Linked DNA regions of Mus musculus: region 1 is linked to region 2. The links are chromatin contacts, called in public HiChIP or PLAC-seq maps. All regions are on one chromosome and are shown on one strand. The core of a region is the stretch at or near the end of the contact, and the rest is flanking DNA. Distances in the headings are between cores, read along the strand shown. Region 1 has its middle 23 kb from the start of Anxa4. Region 2 holds the start of Gmcl1 (germ cell-less, spermatogenesis associated 1).

What was found. HiChIP or PLAC-seq counts read pairs in DNA pulled down with a chosen protein or histone mark.
Region 1: a contact with region 2 is called in an H3K4me3 HiChIP or PLAC-seq map of embryonic stem cells, with 4 times the contacts expected there. The contact joins the enhancer-like site here to the promoter of Gmcl1 in region 2. A contact is called at or near these places in 8 of 39 promoter capture datasets (embryonic stem cells, hematopoietic stem and progenitor cells, hippocampal neurons and 3 more), 13 of 15 datasets of contacts at CTCF or cohesin (CD8 T cells, the G1E-ER4 cell line, the NIH/3T3 cell line and 6 more), 238 of 484 Hi-C or Micro-C datasets (3T3-L1-derived adipocytes, the 4T1 cell line, the 63-12 cell line and 128 more), 51 of 115 datasets of contacts at active chromatin or transcription factors (the 230-238 cell line, CD8 T cells, the NIH/3T3 cell line and 32 more) and 5 of 9 other capture datasets (adipose tissue, embryonic stem cells, liver and 2 more).

Annotation. Positions count from the first base shown.
Region 1 is chr6:86,814,345-86,818,664 of GRCm38.p6, forward strand. No RefSeq gene overlaps it. Among named protein-coding and RNA genes, the nearest start is that of Anxa4, 23 kb to the left of the region's middle. Within about 2 kb of position 2,432, at least 56 of the 459 cell types and tissues checked have an H3K27ac peak or open chromatin away from gene starts, as enhancers often do. A contact at or near this core is called in the N1E-115 cell line, cerebellar granule neurons, cerebellum and 11 more, where this site is marked.
Region 2 is chr6:86,731,754-86,736,270 of GRCm38.p6, forward strand. It overlaps Gmcl1 (germ cell-less, spermatogenesis associated 1), which reads right to left and starts at 1,625. Exons shown (of 14, transcript NM_011818.3): 1 at 1,158-1,625. The coding sequence starts at 1,411.

The sequences.
Region 1 (4,320 bases), core at 1,182-3,681, 83 kb after region 2:
CCACTGGGCACTGCTGTGGGACAGAGGTGCAGACCATTTCTATCCACCCGTTCTCTCCTGGAAGACAGGCTGTGAGGTTGTCCCTGCATCAGAACTCCCTTCTGTTGGTCCTATGCAAAGTACACACCCAGGTCTTTGTGTTTGTGATAGTTTGAAGGTAAAGTGACTCCCCCATGCCCTTGAAGACTTACAAAGCCTCCTGGTTTTGAACACTTAGTCCCAGCTGCTGGAGCTGTTTTGGAACTCTGTGGAATCTTAGGAGGTAGAGTCTGGCTGGAGGAAGTGGATAGTCCAGGCCCACTTCCTGTCCACCTTCTGCTTCCAGATGCAACATGACCAATGGCCTTATACTTCTGTTGCCAAGCCTTCCTGTCATGGTAGACTATACAACCTTTAAACTGTAAGCCAAAGTAAGCGTCCTATAAATCTGGTTCATTGGTCTATAACCCAGACTTTGGAGGTAGAGGCGGGAGGATCAGGAATCCCAGATCATAGGAGTTCATAGGTCATAAGAGTTCAAGGCCAGCCTGTGTTACATGAGATCTTGTCAAAGAAAGAGGAGGAGGGGTAGAAGAGAAGGAAGAGAAAATTAACAATTCTTAAGTTGCTTCTTGAGACATTTGGTCTCAGCTTTGGAAAAAAAAAAAAGTAACCAATACAATATTCCCTTTCAGGAATGTGGGTTTGGGAACAGCGGGAAGCTGACCCCTATAGCTGTGTTCTGTGGGTGTCCTGTGGCTACAGCCTGCACAGAACAGATGGTGAAAAGGAAGGCCTGCATTTTCAGGAATTTTACAAACAGCTCCACTGTGTCAGGAGCCTCAAATCCACTCTGGTGCAGTGTTTATGCCACGAAGGAGGGCTCACGGAAAGCTCAGGGCCCTTCCCCAGGCTCAGAGAAATCAATCATCATTGCCAGCAATGAGCAACCATTGACCTGGGCATATCCTTACATGAATGGCTTCTTCCCAAGGGAGAATGAGTAACGGGAGTGAGAGACGGACCTGGGTGTGTGGCACTGAAAGTGTTCCCCACTAGAAAGCAGGGTGAAGTTCTACTTATAAATACGTGGAAATGGCAAGATGGAGCCTCTCTGCATCCCTTCCCTTTTCTTTTGAATCTGACAATAATACTTACACAGGAAATTTCAGAAAGGAATGTAGGCGGCAGCAGAGCGTGGAAGCTGAGAGCAAGCTTTCAAAGCCTGACATCTGGGGCTGGGGTCCAACCCGCCAGGCTCTCCCTGTTCCGTGGTGGGTGGAGCCAGCTAATCGAATGGTGGTGTGCACCTGGGTGGAAGCCTGTTGCAGCTCTCCCAAGGATCTTAATTCCCTCTCCCGCTCCCTCCCCCCTCCCCCTCCCCCTCTCTCCCTCCTCTTTCCCCTCCCCTTCCTTTCCCCTCCCCTCCCCCACTCTGTGTCCGAGAGGGCCCAATTGCTGAGTGGAGTATTTGGAAGCCTGTTCACATACAGTGTCTTATTTTCCCTTTGCTGTGATAAGCACCTGGCAAAACAAGGGAGAAAGGGCGTGTTTCAGCTAACAGCTCCAGTCCATCACTCAGGAAGTCACAGGGCAGGAGCCGGACAGATTGTGTGGTCTGTACACCCATGGAGGCTAAGGTGCAGAGAGTGATGACAGCCTGTATCCCAGGCTAGAGATTGGCAGCCTCACAGTGGCCAGGTCTTCCCTCAATTCACCTAAAAAGGATAATGCCCCCAAGATACACTCAGAGGCCCATCTTCCAGGTGATTTTGTTTCTCACCAAGTTGACAACTGAGATTAAACAGTACATATAGTATGTAAGGTTCTCTACCAACATACCCAGATATCAACAAACAAACAAGAGAGGCAAGACAAGGGAATAAAGAGAAAAATAAATGGAGCCTGTCACAATTCCCATCTCTCGCCTTCCCATCCTTCTGTCTTCAGTAGCACCGTTTCTGTCTCTCTTCTCTCTCCTTGCTTGGCTAATTAATTCAACCTCCTAACACTTCCCAAACCAGAAGAGCTCCTGACACCATCTCCCACACCCCTCAAATCCTGTGTCTCTTCCTGATTTTTCCAATCTGTTCTCAAGTTCTCCTTCAGGGGAATGGCTCAAACAAACAAACAAACAAACAAAAATTAAAAGCTCAGAATTATCAAGGTCTAACGTATATTCTAAAAGTGCTCTCCTTTTAAATGCTCAAGTTTCATTCCAATAAATGTGTACAAGGCGTAAAACACAGAGACCCTTTTGAGACAGGATCTTGTTTAGCACGGGCTGTGTAGCCGAGGATAAGATAACCGTGCATTTCTAGTCTTCCTACACCTACAATTTGATTAGGCTTTATTTAGCTTATGTGCTAGCACACACTAGAGGAGGTCAGAGGACAACTTGCAGTTCTCTTCTTCTACCATGTGGGGGCCAAGATTGAATTTAGGTCATCAGGCTTAGTCCTAAACATTCTTCCCCAGGGAGCCTCCTTCCGGCTCCCATCTGAGATTGCAGGCATACCACAGCATGCCAGGTTTTATCTGGTGCAGGAGATCGAATCCAGGGCCTTCTGGACAAGCGCTGTGCCAGCTGCAGCTAGCGGCAGCCCTCAACGTTGATTTCATCTGAAGTTACCTCTTACCTCTTCCAGTCAAGTTCTTGCCTCCTCTCCTGATACTTGGGAATCAGCATCTACCTCCTCCTCCTCCTCCTTCTTCTTCGTTTTTTGAGACAGGGTTTCTCTGTGTAGCCCTGGCTGTCCTGGAACTCACTTTGTAGACCAGGCAGGCATCCACTTTCTTAAACCTTTTATAAAGTACCACAAGAGTGGAATGATGTCGTAGGTGCTCTTGGGGTCCAGCAGCCTTTGAGGTGTATCTTTTTGTGTCTGGAGCTCACTCATCTGTGTTGCTGAGCGGTCCCCCATTTTATAGACAGGTTTCACTTGTTTGTCCATTCACCCACTGATAAACATTTAAGCTGCTCTCAGTTTTGGGCTATTATGACTTATGCTATGATGCTATGACTATATGTAATCAGGTCTTTATACAGACATGTTGCTGTCATTGTGTGGCACAATAGGAAAGTTTAACATGATAAAACACTACAAGCTGTTTTACCCATGAGCTGTGTCAGTAATATGTTATTAGTTTAGAAAAATTTGACCTGGGCATGGCAAAACAGACCTTGAATCCCAGAACTCAGGATCTGAAACAAATAGATCAAGAGTTTGCTGTAAGTTTGAGGCAAGCCTGGGTTACATGGCAAGACCTGGAAGCAAACATTTAAAATAAGCTCATAAATGGGAGGCAATGGCTCAGTTAGGAGAGTATTTGCCATGCAAGCATGAGAATCTGCATTCACACTAGAACCTACAGAAAAAGCTGGGTGTCAGAGCACGCACTCAGTCCCAGGCTGGGCAAGCACAGGCAGGAGGATGCCAGCAGTGTCTCTGGCCAGTCAGATTCATTGATGAGCTCTAGGTCCCAGGAAGAGACTCTGGATGAAAAATCTAAGTAACAACACCTGAGGTTGACTTCTGCCCTCCAGACACACATAAAAAAGACACAGGCTGGCACACACGCACAAACACGTTAAATAAATAAATGCCATTCTAAGCAGGGCATGGTGGGCCATACAGTTAATCCCGGCTCTTGGGAAGCTGAAGGAGGTGGACCTCTCTCTGTGAGTTTCAGGTTAGCCTGGTCTACATAGTGAGACCCTGCCTCACTCACTCAATCAATCAATCAATTAATGAAAAAAAACTAATCTAATGATTGTGCAGTGTTACCTTATTGCTGTTCCAGGTGACTGATGGGGGCCTTATTTTTGTATATTTATTTGACTTGAGTATATTTTCTTTGGCAAACTACCCTCTCACCTTCTGCAGGTTTGTAGGGATCGTGATACTGAAGGAGTGTTGCAATAGAATCTGACTATGTAGTGCAGGCTGGCCTTGAACTTCTGACCCTCCTGCCTCAGGCTCCCTAGTGCTGGGATTGGGAGTTTGTACCATCACACCTGGCATCTGGTTTTTACCATTTTAAAAAGTGGGTTTGTTTCTCTTATGATTGACTGGCAAGAGTTCTGTATATAGACTTCATACATGTATGTGGATTTGTAGTAGTAGCACTCTAAACAAGTTACAACCTATTAAAAGAAAACTCACTTGGGAGGCAAAGGCTGGTGAATTTCTGAGTTCGAGGCCAGCCTGGTCTACAGAGTGAATTCCAGGACAGCCAGGGCTACACAGAGAAACCCTGTCTTGAAAAGAAAGAAAGAAAGAAAGAAAGAAAGAAAGAAAGAAAGAAAGAAAGAAAGAAAGAAAGAAAAGAAAGAAAGAA
Region 2 (4,517 bases), core at 375-2,874:
GAAAATGAGTATATTAAGTGCAGAATACAGATAGGAATTCAGAATTGGAACTCATTAGAACATCCATCTTGTGAATATATTCACCCCCTAATGAAAAGTTATATTAACCTAGTTTTTAACCTAAGATATTTACATATCTTACCGCTACCACTGAGCTCCAACTCTACCACCTACACTTTTTTTTTTTTTTTTTTTTTTTTTTTTTTTTTTGGTTTTCCTAGACAGGGTTTCTCTGTGTAGCCCTGACTGTCCTGGAACTCACTCTGTAGACCAGACTGGCCTCAAACTCTGAAATCCGCCTGCCTCTGCCTCCGGAGTGCTGGGATTAAAGGCATGCGCCACCACGCCCGGCTCACCTACACTTTTTTTGTCAACAAAAATGCAATGTCCATAAGCAGATCCTTTTTAAAAATTTCATTAAAAAATTACATCTGTGTGAGTCTAACAGTGACCTTAAAAAGAGAAAAAAAAAATCCTTACTGCACAGTATATTCTGGTATACGCCACATCTATTTCACAAGCAATGATTTTTTTTTTTCAACTCTTCCCTCAAAAAAATCTTATGCAACCTACACAGAGTGCAGCCCACCTCAACAAGCAGACTTTGTTCTTAACTGGGCGAATCTCCATCACTGGTCCCTCTAGTGACAACACAGAGAGATGTCCATCTCAGGGACTACTATGCTCCTCTCTTTACTGATTTATGGCTAGTGATGCACAGTAAAATTTCCCGTGGCTATCCTATTCAAAAAGCAAACGCCTGCTACGGAAGGGACGCGGAAGCTCTGGCTAGTCCTTTTAGGCTCAGGTTGAGGCTCTGACACTCAGGAAGCTTCTGTTTAATGTGCAGAACCCTAAGCTTTCTAGCTCCCGCACTGATCCCAGGTCCACCCAACACGCGCGAGCTCCCGTATTAACCCAGGTCTATCTGCAAACTCCCAGACCCTACACTGACCCAGGTCTGTCTGCTAATGCCCAGCTCCCGCACTGACCCCAGGTCTGCCCGGCACGCGCCCGCTCCCGCACTGACCTAGGTCTGTCTGCAAACGCCCAGCTCCCATCTGCTCCGCGGGCACTCACCTCCCGCACCGACCCTCCCGCGCTCTCCTGTCAAGGACACCGGGGTCAGGCCCCCCAAGGTGCGGGGCGTTCCGTACCTGCGCGGCGTGTTCAGCAGCCTCTGCTGCTCGTCGCCCTCGTCCTCGTCGTCGTCTGTCTCGGAGTCGGGGTGACAGTAGCAGAATGTGCCGCTGCTGCGCTTGCGCTTGCGGCCGCCCGGACAGTAACAGAAGCTGTGGCCCGCATCTTCGCCGGCGTCCGACCTGCGGGCCGCGCCCCCAGCCCCGGGCGTGGGTTCGGGCTGCTCTGTGCGCCCTGCGGGCCGCAGCACCCGGCTGCTGAGAGCGCCCATGGCTCCGGCGCCTAGGGAGCACCGAGGGGCCGCCCCGCCATGCCCGTATCTCCACCGCCTACTCCGCTGCCGCCTCGCGCGCAGCCCCAACCGTCGCCGCGAACGCAGTCACCTCCATCCTCAGCCCCGCCCGTAGCGCCTCAGCGGACCGGCTTCGCTAGACCTCGCCCCCTCCTTCTCCCAACAAAGCGCGCGCCGCAGGGCGCAGGCGCAAGGCGAGCCTCCGGAAAAGGCGGGGCGGGAGGACGGAGCCTGCGCTGCAGGTTGCGCATGCGCAGGCTGCTGGCCCGTCCCTGCGGCGCTCAGCCCCGGTGCGTGTCTGACTTCCGCGGTTCCGGCTTCAACGGAGGGGCGTGGGCACTGTGTGCTTATGCCTAACAGATCTCGGGATCTCTGTCGCTGGTTCTTCCCGTAAGCTTCCTCGATTCCGGGGTCTCATCCAGCCCTGTACGGTTAATAAGAGGACGGACTTGCCAACATGGCCTTTGCTTCCAGGGCTCTAGGACCCGACTGGCCCGGTTAGATAGATGACCGTCACCCAGCTGTGTTGACCGGGTTCAGTCTGGAGCCTCAGCTAGCCTCCAGGTCTTGCCTTCCTTCTGCTGCCTTGTTTTGATTTAATTATTATTTTATTGTGTCAGTGTCTCGTACTACATACTTCGACTCACTGTATAGGATGCTCTTGAACTCTTGATCTCCTGTTTCTACCCCCTGAAAGCTGGGATTACAGCCATGTATGTGTCACATCACCTTCGTGGACCTGAAATGCTGAGTATCAGATGCAGGGCTTCTTGAATGCTAAGCAAACATTCTACCAACTAAGCTACATCCCTGGCCCTCGATTTTTTTTTTTTTTTAAATTTTCTTCAAGGAAAAGTGTCACTCTGAAGCCCAAGGCTTCCCTGGAACTCTCAGAAGTCCGCCTATCTCAGCCTCTAAGTGCTAGGAGTTGAGGCACTGAGCTACCATACCTGCCTTTTATACCTTTCAAAGTAAAATGTTTATAATAGAATGTTTCAAACAGAGCAATACAAGTACCTGTGGACCTACTACTGGCTTGGAATTCTATCACACTTACTTTGATTCACTCCCCTTTAGCTTTATTGATATATAGTGGGGAATGAGAAACCCCTTGTGTACTAATTCTCAGTTTCCAGCCTCTCCCTCTCTGTGCCATTTCTATGCATGTCTTTACACGTATAACCACTCTTCTGCTGCACATTCAGACATGTAATTTAAATGGAATTGGACCATCCCAAACCTATGATTTCTCCTCTCCTAAAACTATACTTTGAATGGAATCTCTAGTTATTGTCACTGCTCATTGTTAGACACATCATTTGCCTACTCCCTTGCCAAGGGGTTTCAGTTATTTCTACGTAGATGCTCTTTCAGGAACACCACTCGCAAAAGCTTCATCAGGCAGATCCCAGAAACGGGCTCTTGGGAAATTTTCAACTTTACGAGTTCTTGCCAGTTTTTCGCCCCCCCCCCCCCGGAACTGACTGCATCAATTCACCATTTGCACTCCGTTATAGCAGTATATGTCCTTTGTGAGCCACTGAGGAATTTCTCATGTTTGAGAAATTCTGAGGGTGTGTAGCTGAGGCTGGTTGAAGGAGAAGTGGGAGGAAGAGAACTACGGTGGCTGCAGGGGACACGCAGGAATGTACATAATATGAAACATACGTGAGGTCATCTTAAAACATTGTCCCAGCACTCGGGAGGCAGAGGCAGGCGGATTTTTGAGTTCGAGGCCAGCCTGGTCTACAGAGTGAGTTCCAGGACAGTCAGGGCTATACAGAGAAACCCTGTCTTGAAAAACCAAAACAAAAAACAAAAACAAAGAGGCCTTGGCGTATGCACAAGCTAGACTGTAACATGGTGGCTTCATGTGTCACTAAATTCCTAGAGGGTAAAACATCCATATTGGTCTTGTCTAAGGAAGCGCAGGTGAATGGCTCCCTGGATACTGAGGAGAGCCATGGCAATGTCTGTAAGAGCCTGCCACAGCCACATAGGACTTAGCCTCCACCCTCAGAGCAAGGGCAGTGCAAGAACTGACCTGATCCCCTCTGCTCTTCTCACTGTTGCTACAAGCAGGGATGATGGAGAAAAAGAGAAGTGCCCTCCCCCCATTCCAGTCCCCTGCCCTCGTCCCCTGCCCTGACTTCCCTTCCCCAAGCCAGCATCCCATTGAGGCCAGAACTGACTGAGGAAAGAAACCTCAGACTACACTTGGAACTTTGGCTTATTATGTTGATGACTGAGATGACATTATTTTGGGGCCTAGAGGAGCTAGCTACACAGTAGGACTTCTGAAAAGCCAAGAGTGAGCAGAAAATTGTGACTTTCTACCCTCCCCCTGAACTTATACCTAAGGATAAGAAAAACAGCCCACTGAAAGCACTCAGCCACAAAACACTGTTCTTAAAATTTTGGCTAAGACACCACGTAATGGTAAAACTTCTGTTAAAACCAAAACAAAGAACCTAATAATGCCTCCAAAGTGTAATAAAGTTGGAGTAGAGATTCCACAGTCCTGAGGTGGTAGCGTTGATACCTGAATCTAAGTTCATTGGAGTGACTGTCACATAGCAATGTTGTCAGTGATCCCAGTACCAACGCAGAAAGAACAAAGGAGTGTGTGTGTGTTCTTTGTACATCTGCAACTTTTGTCCTTTGTGGTGCTGAGAACACAGGGTATAGCTACCCCACTGAGCTCAGTTCCATGTGACACTTAAAAGGCATGCTGCACTGACTAGAGCAGAGAATCACTCGTTTTCAGAGAACAAGCTAACATGTCATTCAATACCATTGAGTAGGCCTTAGCATATTTAAATGCTAGTGGTTTTGTTGGTTTCGTTACGTTTTTGATATGAGAGAGGGGTGTTATTCCTTAGCTTATGGGAGAAGGAAACAATCTGGGGGACTTGGTTCTTTTCTTCTTCCACGTGGGTTCTAAGGATTGAACTCAGGTTGTCAGGCTTGGTAGAAAGAGCCTTTACCCACTAAGCCATCTCAATTTCATCGTTTGTGTGTGTGTGTGTGTGTGTGGCTGTGTGCACCCATGTGGAAATCAGAAGCTGACATCATTGTCTTACTC